Linked DNA regions of Gossypium hirsutum: region 1 is linked to region 2. Evidence: chromatin contacts called from public Hi-C data. All regions are on one chromosome and are shown on one strand. Each heading gives the region's core, a stretch centred on a gene start, on an enhancer-like site or on the middle of the called end of the contact. The rest is flanking DNA. Distances are from core to core; before and after follow the strand shown.

Region 1 (4,853 bases), core at 268-2,767, 110 kb after region 2:
TCAAACCAAACCCTTCAAAAGCGCCCATTTTGAGAGGAGAGACATTTGATGGAATATCTATTGAATTGGAAAGTGGGTATTTGGGAGGGGCTTGAAGGAGTGATACGAAGTTAAGAATTGGGTTTTGTGGCATGTTGATGTTGAGTGGATTTTGAGGCTGTTTTAAAAGGCCTAACTCAGATGGCAGTTGGTAGTTAATGGAAGTTGTACTAGAAGTAGAATTAGTGCTAGGTGTAGAAGCCATAGCATCAACCATGGAAGAGCTAGTAAATAAGGGAGGAGGATAATTAAGTTTCTGAGCAAATGGTCTTAAAAGATAATTAGGAGATGAAGTTGTACCAAATAAATCAAGTCTGGTTCTCGGGAAAGGTGAGGAGGTGAAGGGTGGTGCAGGGATCCCAGTAAACTCCTGAACCATGGCTCGGAAATTGGTGGTGTCTGTGGTCAAAACAGTGGTTGGTGCACGCCGGGAAGCTCTGGATCTCTTCTTTGAGTTACGCACCATATTGTTGTTGTTGGGTTGGCCACTTGTGCCTGAACCTTTTGTACCACTTTCAGGTCCTTGAGGAATCTGCATAGAAGGAAAAGTGGTTCTGCTTTGTGCTTGCTGGTTGGTGAATAACTGTTGGGTTGGTGGTGGCGATGATGAGGCCATAAAGCCACGAACAAGATCATTGCAGTTGGGCTCAGATCTTAGATTTCTGGACCAAACCACATCAAGATTGAGTTGTGAATTTGGGTTTGTCACACTTGATAAGGGATGACCGAAGTAGTTCGATAAAGGGTCAAACAACACAGATGAGGAAGAAGGACTTTGGTGTTGCTGTTGCAGAAGCGGCGGCGATTGTTGGTTACCCAAGGGACCATGACCAATATGGCTCGATGGGTTATTGTTAAAGAAAGCTGAGTTTGAGTTAGCGCCTGAATCAAACTCTTCACTGCCACCACTCGGAGATTGCACACTACCACTGTTACCAGAATCCATGAGACAAAAGACAGACCAGATATGGAGTTTTTTTCTTCTTTTTTTCTTTCAGAGAAGAGATTTTTTGCTTACTTCACTACTCAGACTCATTTAAGAAGGAAGCTACAAAACAAAGCATGAAAGCAATATAAAAAGAAAAGAAAAGAAAAGAGAGAAGAAAGAGGAAGATCTTCTGGAAGAAGAGTTATCAGAAAGTACCCATGTTGTCTTTAAAGCTCTGATCTGAAAAACAAGACAGTACTTTGGCTTGCTTTTTTACTTTCTCTTCCACCAAAAAGGTATGTAGTAAATTAAACAAAGGAATTGACAAAGTTTCAAGAGAATCATCAATTAAACTAAATGGTTTGCAGAAGATAGGTAAAACGGAAGTAAACTTTCTTTGAAGAGGGAAGGCCCCTTTTTTATTAATATCCCCCCCCCCGCCCCTTTTGCGTTTTAGCCTTGCGGGTTAAGAAGAAAAGAACTAGGGTTCCTTTCAATTTTTTGAGGGTGGGTAAGATACTAAAATGTATTGTCTGTTTAAGAGAAATTAAGGGACAGAAAAAGAAGTTGGTTCGCTACCCTTTTTATTTATTTGCTACTTGGTGTCTTTTTTATTTTTAACTTTACAAGTTAAAATTATCATGTATCTTTATATATATATATATAATTATTTTAATTATACTCTACAACCACGCACCATCCCCCGTTAATCAAATTCTTTTTCATATATAAAAGAAAAACCAACGGCTTTGATGATAAGCAACCGGTCAAAGTAAAAGAAAGTTATGGTTTCGGTCCTCATAGTGTGAAAGGAAGAAAAAAGATGTACTGTAGGGAGGAAATCTTTTTTAAAGCAATACATATTATATACTATTCATTTTCTTTTATAAGATTTTCTTTTTAGTCTTTGGTGTTGGGGAGTAATGAGGTGGGCAAGCAAACAAATTTGAGAAGATGGTTGTTGAATGGTATATATAAGATATCAACCATCACTACCATTGCTTTTCAAAGCCCATAAGAAAAACCCCCTGCCTGTATTTTCTTATGTTTAAATTGGTTAGGTAACTTAGGTTTAATGATGAGAAAGAAAAGAAGGTGCAAGTGCGCTGTTTATATCCATTTCTTCACAGATTATTTGGTATAAGAAAAACAATAAATGAACATTAGAAAAATATATATTAAAATTCCCTAGCCACATCCTTTGACCTAGTCATTGATTAAATACCAAAAAAGAAATAAAAAACAATTCATAATCTGGGTTTAATATTATGTAATTGATTCAGAGGAACTTCAGAGAATCTTACAGTCTTCCTCTTGTTGAAATGTATGTGGAAAATAATGATATTTTCCTGTTATCTTCTACTTTATCTGATAACGAGATATATATATATATTCGCAGCTTTTCTAGCATCGTTATCTTCTCAGACTTTAATTATTTCAAATAATATCGTAAAAGAAAAGAAAAGAAAAGCAGAAACAAAGAGGAGAAAGATCAGTTGAACAACACCTTAACTACGCTCTGCAACCATCAAAAAAAAAAAAGATAGCTATAGTTATTGAAGTAGCTAAACAATATTATTAAACTTTTAACCAATATTATAAAAAATATTTTTATATAAATTTAAAAAACAAATTAATTTTATAATATAAAGTTGAATGTAAAATTAAAGAGTCTTTTGTCCATACATGTATGGTCTGTATTTGACCCTACAAAACCAAACCCTAACCCTAAAAATCCGAATCCTCACGTATTCCATGTTTGCACGTCATGTACTTGCTCTGTAGAGCTATGTTTTTTCCCCCTTATTTTTTAACCTCGTGTCTAATAGAAAATATCATTAATTAGAATGTAACTTAATGACAAAGGATGAAATAGATAAAGAGAGGGCATTGAAGGCTCTCAAAATCAGTTGCCTAATTATTATGTCTGATTTAAGTTGCTTGAGCCTATAAAATTACCCATTTGTTTGTTTTGTATATAATAATAATGATAATAATAATAATAAACTTGGGTGAGCGTATGGGCGGTCTCTAACCCAAGTAAGGGCCATTGGTGCGCAGTGGATTGATTGGACTTGGCATCGTTTTCAATCAACCTGTGGCTCACATAAGGATGCATTACTGTCGCTTTATTTTTTGATCTCGACCCTCCGATTGATGTGGATATTCCTTTCCCTTTGATGTTTTACTTTCTCACTTCATAATATTTTAATACAATAATGAACTCAAACTAAAAGCATATTCAATTTATTAATCTCAAACAGAAAAGGCTTACAAACAATTTGGGTTTTTTTTTTTCTTTCCTAATACCCTCCAGTATTTGCCGTCACTTTTTCTAAGCGGATAAATCTTACTAATAAAAGAAAAAAATCAAAATAAGGTTACAAAACTGAAGGACGTCAATGTCCCCATAAAACACGTATAGAAAACCGAACAAAATTTCACAATAAAAGAAAAAAGACAACTAGGTGCAATCAACACAAGGTAAAAAATTCTTTTATTATCTACTTTTCTCGATCACAATATCCTGTTGAGATATTAAGAAGCAAAGAGGTTAGTAAGGTGGTTAGAGTCAGTTATATGTAAAGTTAGTTAGTTAGTCAAGACTTTATAAATATAGAATGTACTATCAGTTTCAATAATATAGAGGAATTTTCACAATCATTCAAAGTGTTTTTAATCTTTTCAACATGGTATCAGAGCTCCGACGATCTTTATCTTTCCGGTAATAGTTCCGTTGCTGCTTGCTGGTCAATAGTTGCGGTCATTCTGGTGGTTTTTTCTGTCGTTGTTAGCCAAGGTTTGACGAACAGTCTTAGTTAACTAGTTGATTGCTGTTGTGTGCCTATGCCAAATGTTCATTGGGCTTGTGGAGTAAGTCGGAAGCCCAAATTTGGTTATTTATCCCCAATTGGCGTAGTAGTCTAGGGTTTTCTTTCCCAAATTGATCAATCTGTTCCTTCTCCTTGTTCGTTGCTTCTTGGTGTGTTTTTTTTTTTGAATAGCAGAGATGATGAATTATCATGAATCCCTCTGAATCAACCATTGACTTCAATCACCGACTACATTTGCATCCATCTGACACCCTAGGAACTTTGTTAGTTTCGCATCAGTTACTCGGTGTTGAAAATTATAATGTTTGGAGTCGAACGATGAAGATTACACTGTTAGCAAAAAACAAATTGGGGCTGGTGGATGACACTTGTTCTAAAGATTCATTGCCAGAAAAAATGGGTTACCAGTGGGAGAGGTGTAACGCGATTGTGCTCTCTTAGATACTCAATACTGTCAGTAAAGAACTTTTGGCCGGAATTGTGTTTGCGTCAAGTGCAGCAGCCGTTTGGACTGGTCTTAGTGAGCGATTCCACAAAGTTGATGGCTCAAGAATTTATTTCTTGCACCGTGAGATTGCTTCTCATCTTCAAGGTACGGCCTCCATCTCGACATATTTTACAAAGCTTAGGTTACTTTGGGATGAGTACAATGCACTGGTGCCGACATCTTCTTGTGGTGTATTCAGTCTCAACAGAATGTTACTCTTGTATCACAACAGAATTTGTTTCAGTTTCTTATGGGCTTGAATGAGACTTATAATGCTGTGCGGAGTCAAATTTTGTTAATGGATCCTTTACCTACTGTTAATAATGCCTACTCGATGCTTATGCAAGAAGAGTCGCAGAGAAAACACAATTCTAGTAATATTGGAGTCGATTCGATTCCATTTTCTTCGGTTCAAATGGTACAGAAGAAGCGCTTTTTTGGCACTTGTGATCATTGCAAAATTAAGGGACATAAAAGGGAGAATTGCTACAGATTAGTTGGTTACCCTGCAGACTTTAAATTCACAAAGAGGAAGGCAAATACTGGCTCGGATTCTGTTGTGAAT
Region 2 (5,032 bases), core at 1,164-3,663:
AAAGAGAGGCTACAAGAAGATTGCTACAATTTCATTTGAAAATATCCCAAGATAGGATGAAGCAGCAAGCAGATAAGCACAGAACTTAAAGACACTTCGACGTTGGGGATTTTGTTTACTTAAAGCTCCAACTTTATAGGCAACACACAGTGAGAAGGATCTTGAATCAGAAACTGGCACCTAAGTTTTTCTGGTCCTTTCGAGTAGAAAGTAAAGTTGAGAAAGTGGCCTATAAAATCCAGCTTCCCCAAGGGTCTCGTGTGCATCCCACCTTCCACGTGTAACAGTTGAAAAAGCATGTGGGTGCAGCTCTTGTTCATGCACAACTGCCAGTGATCGATGAGTAAGCAACTGGGCAAAAAAACTTGCTAGGATCTTAGAAATGAGGATAATGAATCAGGGAAATGTTGTTGTCACCAAGGTCTTGGTAGAATGGACACACTCATTTCCAAAAGATGCCACATGAGAGCCCTTGCTACAACTCAAGAAGAAATTCCCACACATTGATCCTTGAGGTCGAGGATCCTTCCAGCAAGGGGTATTTGTCACGCGCTAAAATACTACCACGGGAAAATGATACATTTTGGGGGAACTGATTAAATAAACGATCACAAAATGAGTTATTTAAACAGAGCGTTTTGGTTTAATTAATGTTGTTTAGTTTACCTTTTATTTTAACCAACTTTTAAAGCTTTATTTCCTTTTTCTTTCCTTTCCTATAAATATGGTGTAAATGACCAAAGTCAGTTGAGAAAGGATTGTATAAAATTGTGATTCCACGTCATCCTTATCCCTTTCCAATGGGAGGATGACAAATCAGATTTTTCTCCTAATTTTCAGCTTTTTCCTCCTGAAAAAAATTCAAATCCAACTAAAAATGGTAAAACTCAGGAGGAAAAATCTGATTTGTCATCCTCCCATTGAAAAGGGATAAGAATGACGTGGAATCACAGTTTCATACAATCCCTTCTCAAGATAGTTATGAAAATTTGAATACCAACAATTCAAAATTCTCTCTCCTATCTTCCAAATTCTCTGTCTTTTTCCTTCATTCTTTCTCTTCTTTGTTAACAATCGGACCAAGAGAATGATACACAATTAAGCAGAATAGAAATATATTTAGCAGAATTTTCTGTTTGCCTAGTCTTTGAAAGGAAAACTGCCATTGATTTATTGGAAGATTACTCTCAATTTTTTCTCCAAATTTAGAAGAGATAAAATGAATTAACATCCACCCCCAATTTGAAAAATATTGTTGGCTATAATTTGAAAGTTCGGCAGTTTTGTTTCACAAAACCGTTTCAAAAGAATAAAAATATTGTTAGGATTTTAAATGTGACTAACACAAGCACTGTGGATTTTGATTTTATAGTTTTACCCCACCAAGGTTCAAGTCTAGAGATATATTATTGTGAAGCTTTTACCTTTTGAGTGTTGATCAAATTAGAAAAGCATTTACCTAAATTCGAGATTGAATACCAAGCAGAGTCTAAACATGTGAAGCAGGAGAATAAAACAGCAACACATGCATCCTTTTAGATTTACATAAAGATACAGGGAAAAAGGAACTGTTTAAAAAACTACGTACATATTGAACTGATAATAGATTTCTTAACTTACACTGGGCCTATAATAATGCAACCAAACATAAACTTGGTGGTCTCCGATGGCCATTCCTAGGAAAAATGGAACCAGCAAGACCAATCCCGTAAGGAGATACCTCTCTCTTACGCATTCACATAACACATCCTAAACTCACGACACCTAATTAAAACTATGTAGCAGCTCTACAAATGTAAAAAAATTCATTGCGGAGGCTACTTGAGATGGACTAGGAAACCCTAAATGACAAAAAGAGGCTTGGACCTATGAAAATACAAAGAAAATTACATGATAGTAGCTGCAATTTAAGACTCAAGACAGTTCCCTGATGGCTTCCCAATCAATTTCCACTGAAGAGTACTTTTCCAAACTGAAGGCCTCATCATCATCCCACTTTGAATCAAAGAAATCCAAGAAAGTGATATCAGATTCTGGCTAAGAAGATCCAGCCAATGATTCATCGGATAAATCCGGAGTTGTTGATGATGATACCAATGGATTCTCCACTTTAGGGTCAGAGAACCTTGGAGACTGATCAAACTCCTCACTCTTTACACAGTAATCAAACTCCACCTTAGGTTTTGAATTAAAAACAGAAGAGGTCTTTGCTGAATTCTCTTGGTTCTACAAGCTCTGACAAACGGCCTGGAGCTTTGCACCAACAAAGGAATAGAGAAGCTTGAAGCCACCAAATTTCCCGGAAACATGAGCTCCTTGATGCTTGAGGTGGGGGAAGTTGAGCCTGGCAAAGTCTCCTCTAAGCATGTAAGCAGCCTTGTCATAAGCCAAAGCTGCTTCTTCAGCTGTATCGAAAGTGCCAAGCCAAAGTCGGGTTCGGTTCTTGGGAAGTCTGATTTCAGCAACTCATTTGCCCCAATTCCTCTGTCGCACTCCCCTGTAGAGTTTTGCAGGCTTTGGAGGAGTTGAGGAGACATGTTTCATAGGGACAGCCTTCGGGGAAAGAAAGTTGAGCCTCTGGTTTAGATATTGAAGGGATGTTGTTGCAATCATAGAATCAAGCTGCTGCTGTTGATAAATTTGAGCTTGAAAGCGCAATTGAAGTTGAACCTGTATGCTCAAAACCCATCAGATTGTTATAGTTGAAGAACTCATGGTTAGGAAACAAGTGGTTGCTCGATGATGGGGAGCAAAATTCAGGATCCATGTAAGGCTGAGAAGGTGTCAGTTGAGAATATGAGCAAGATGAAGAAGAAGAAGAAGAAGAAGAAGATAAAGGAAAGGTAGATGAAGAACTTTTCATGGAAGGCTCAAGTGCTTTCATTAACTCTTCCCTACAGGAATCTCAGAAAACTGAGTTGCTGCTGCTATTATACATATCAATAGCTGCTGCCATATCCAAAAACTAGTTAAAAGCAAAGCTGCTTCTTAATCAAAACTAAAAGAATAGGAAATAGTTTCTGATAAAAACCAAACTTGAGGGACCAAAAACAAACCCTCTTAGCTGATGAAAATAAAGCTTAAAAACTATTTACTTAATGAAATAAAATAAAATAAAAAACTGAAACCTGGATCTCAATTCTGAATCACCTTGCTTTTAAAAACCAACCTGGTAGCCTTGTTTAAGCTACACAAATTATTTCAGCTTGAAAGACAGGCGATGACAGAAAGGGATTCAGAGAAGCGGTGAATTGCAGAAAATGAAGGGGAATTATAAACATCAAACACTGTTGAAAAATCTGAAAACTCTCAATTTCTATTTTGGGTGGCCTCACTTTCGAGTTTACTCCCTTGTATTTCCAGGATCACCTTATCTCTTCTTATATAAAATTCTCTGCTCTACTCTACCCCATGTGCTTCCCTTACAAATCGTATAGATTTTTAACAATTTTTAATTAATTTTCAATAATCATCACTTAATTAATGGATTAATATTAATTTAAGGGTAAACTATCAAAATAGTCACTTTTTTTCGTCTCAGGTTACATTTTAGTCACTCATGTTTGAAATGTTACGATTTAGTCACTTACGTTATCGTGTTGTAACATTTTAGTCACTGAGTATTAATTGTCGTTTACGGTGTAATGATAAGCTAACCTAGCACGTTTAATCATCATTTCAAACTAAAATTTTAGGTTAAATTATACAATTGGTCCCTATATTTTTTTGTTTTGAGCAATTTCTTTTATGTTCTTTAAACTTTACTTTTTTTTCTCTTCTCTCTCTGTTTTTCTCCCTTCTCCATTTCTTTTAACATAGTTTTTCTATATTTTCCATTTATTAAAACTAATCCCTATACTTTTATCCTTTTGAACAATTTAATTTTTTTTTCTTTTTATCTTTTATTTTCCTTCTTCTTCCCCTTTATTTTTCTCTCTTATCATATTCTTCACTGTAAAAACATAATATTTGCCCACCAAATAAACCAAGTCCTTGTTTCTTTCACAAGATTCCTAATTTGAATTTCACTCGAAACTGAATATCAATCATTCTTAATCAAATCTCAATTTGAATATAAACTAATTTTGAAACTAAAATTGGATCTAACTAATCAAATATAAAAATCATAGCATTAATCAAATCTAAACATAAATTAAATTCTTTATATTCAAAACAATTTTTTTCTGTTCCAAACTTTTACAGAATCATGTAGATTATTCATTTCATTTTCTCTTCTTTTTTATGAATAAAATTAAGCAAACAATAAAATTGGCCTAAACCTTCTTGGATATTCCCAAGCAAACTTGATTGAAAGCCAAGCATGGATGAACCGAAGAGAGAAAGGGAGCATGGAACTGGAACGACGGAAATGCGCAAGTGTACACAATCGCAACAAGTAATAAAGTGACAAGTAAATGTCGAGTTATTGTACCCACAGGGACTGTGAAAAGGATTATTTATGAATGCAATTTAAAACACTTTGCTAAAGAAAAATATTTTGATTTGAGGAGGTGAATGAAAACTAAGATTTTTAACTAAGTAAAATAAATAAAATTAAAATAAAAGTTTCAATACATGATTTCAAAAGATTATTTTAATTAAGATGACATAATTTTATTAGATTAATTACATTTCTTAACTTAGAATTATTAAACTCAGGTTCATGTTGTTACGAATAAATTCACGGTAACTCGGTAATTTGCTAACTTATGAACAAACTTAGCTACCAAAATCTATTTATCTCTTGACTATATCTTTATATCAATTCAACCGATTAAACAAATTTTAATAAGCAAATGTGTTAATGCACATACATACTTATGAAATCAAAATAATCTCTTGTACATATCTCTATGCCAATTCAAACAATTAATTTAATCTCATAAGCACATAAAAGATTACGTGAGGTAACAATGTATTTCTACCTTAAAACAGTTTAATCACAATAATCTTACAAGTTATGTAAGGCTAATGTATCGTTAGATACCGTTGCTAATTTAATCCTCAGCTACCTTAGATGATTCAACATGCA

The links. A called contact is a pair of places that touch in the nucleus more often than the background predicts.
Region 1: a Hi-C map of fibers shows a contact between it and region 2, with 2.7 times the contacts expected there. The contact joins the promoter of LOC107945530 here to the enhancer-like site in region 2. A contact is called at or near these places in 10 of 34 Hi-C or Micro-C datasets (callus, fibers, hypocotyl and 2 more).

What each region holds. Positions count from the first base shown.
Region 1 is chrD12:36,987,204-36,992,056 of Gossypium_hirsutum_v2.1, forward strand. It overlaps LOC107945530, which reads right to left and starts at 1,518. Exons shown (of 2, transcript XM_016879581.2): 1 at 1,184-1,518; 2 at 1-1,087. The coding sequence starts at 985.
Region 2 is chrD12:36,877,333-36,882,364 of Gossypium_hirsutum_v2.1, forward strand. It overlaps the pseudogene LOC107945528. Among protein-coding and RNA genes, the nearest start is that of LOC121224787, 23 kb to the right of the region's middle. Within about 2 kb of position 2,414, at least 5 of the 9 cell types and tissues checked have an H3K27ac peak or open chromatin away from gene starts, as enhancers often do. A contact at or near this core is called in fibers, where this site is marked.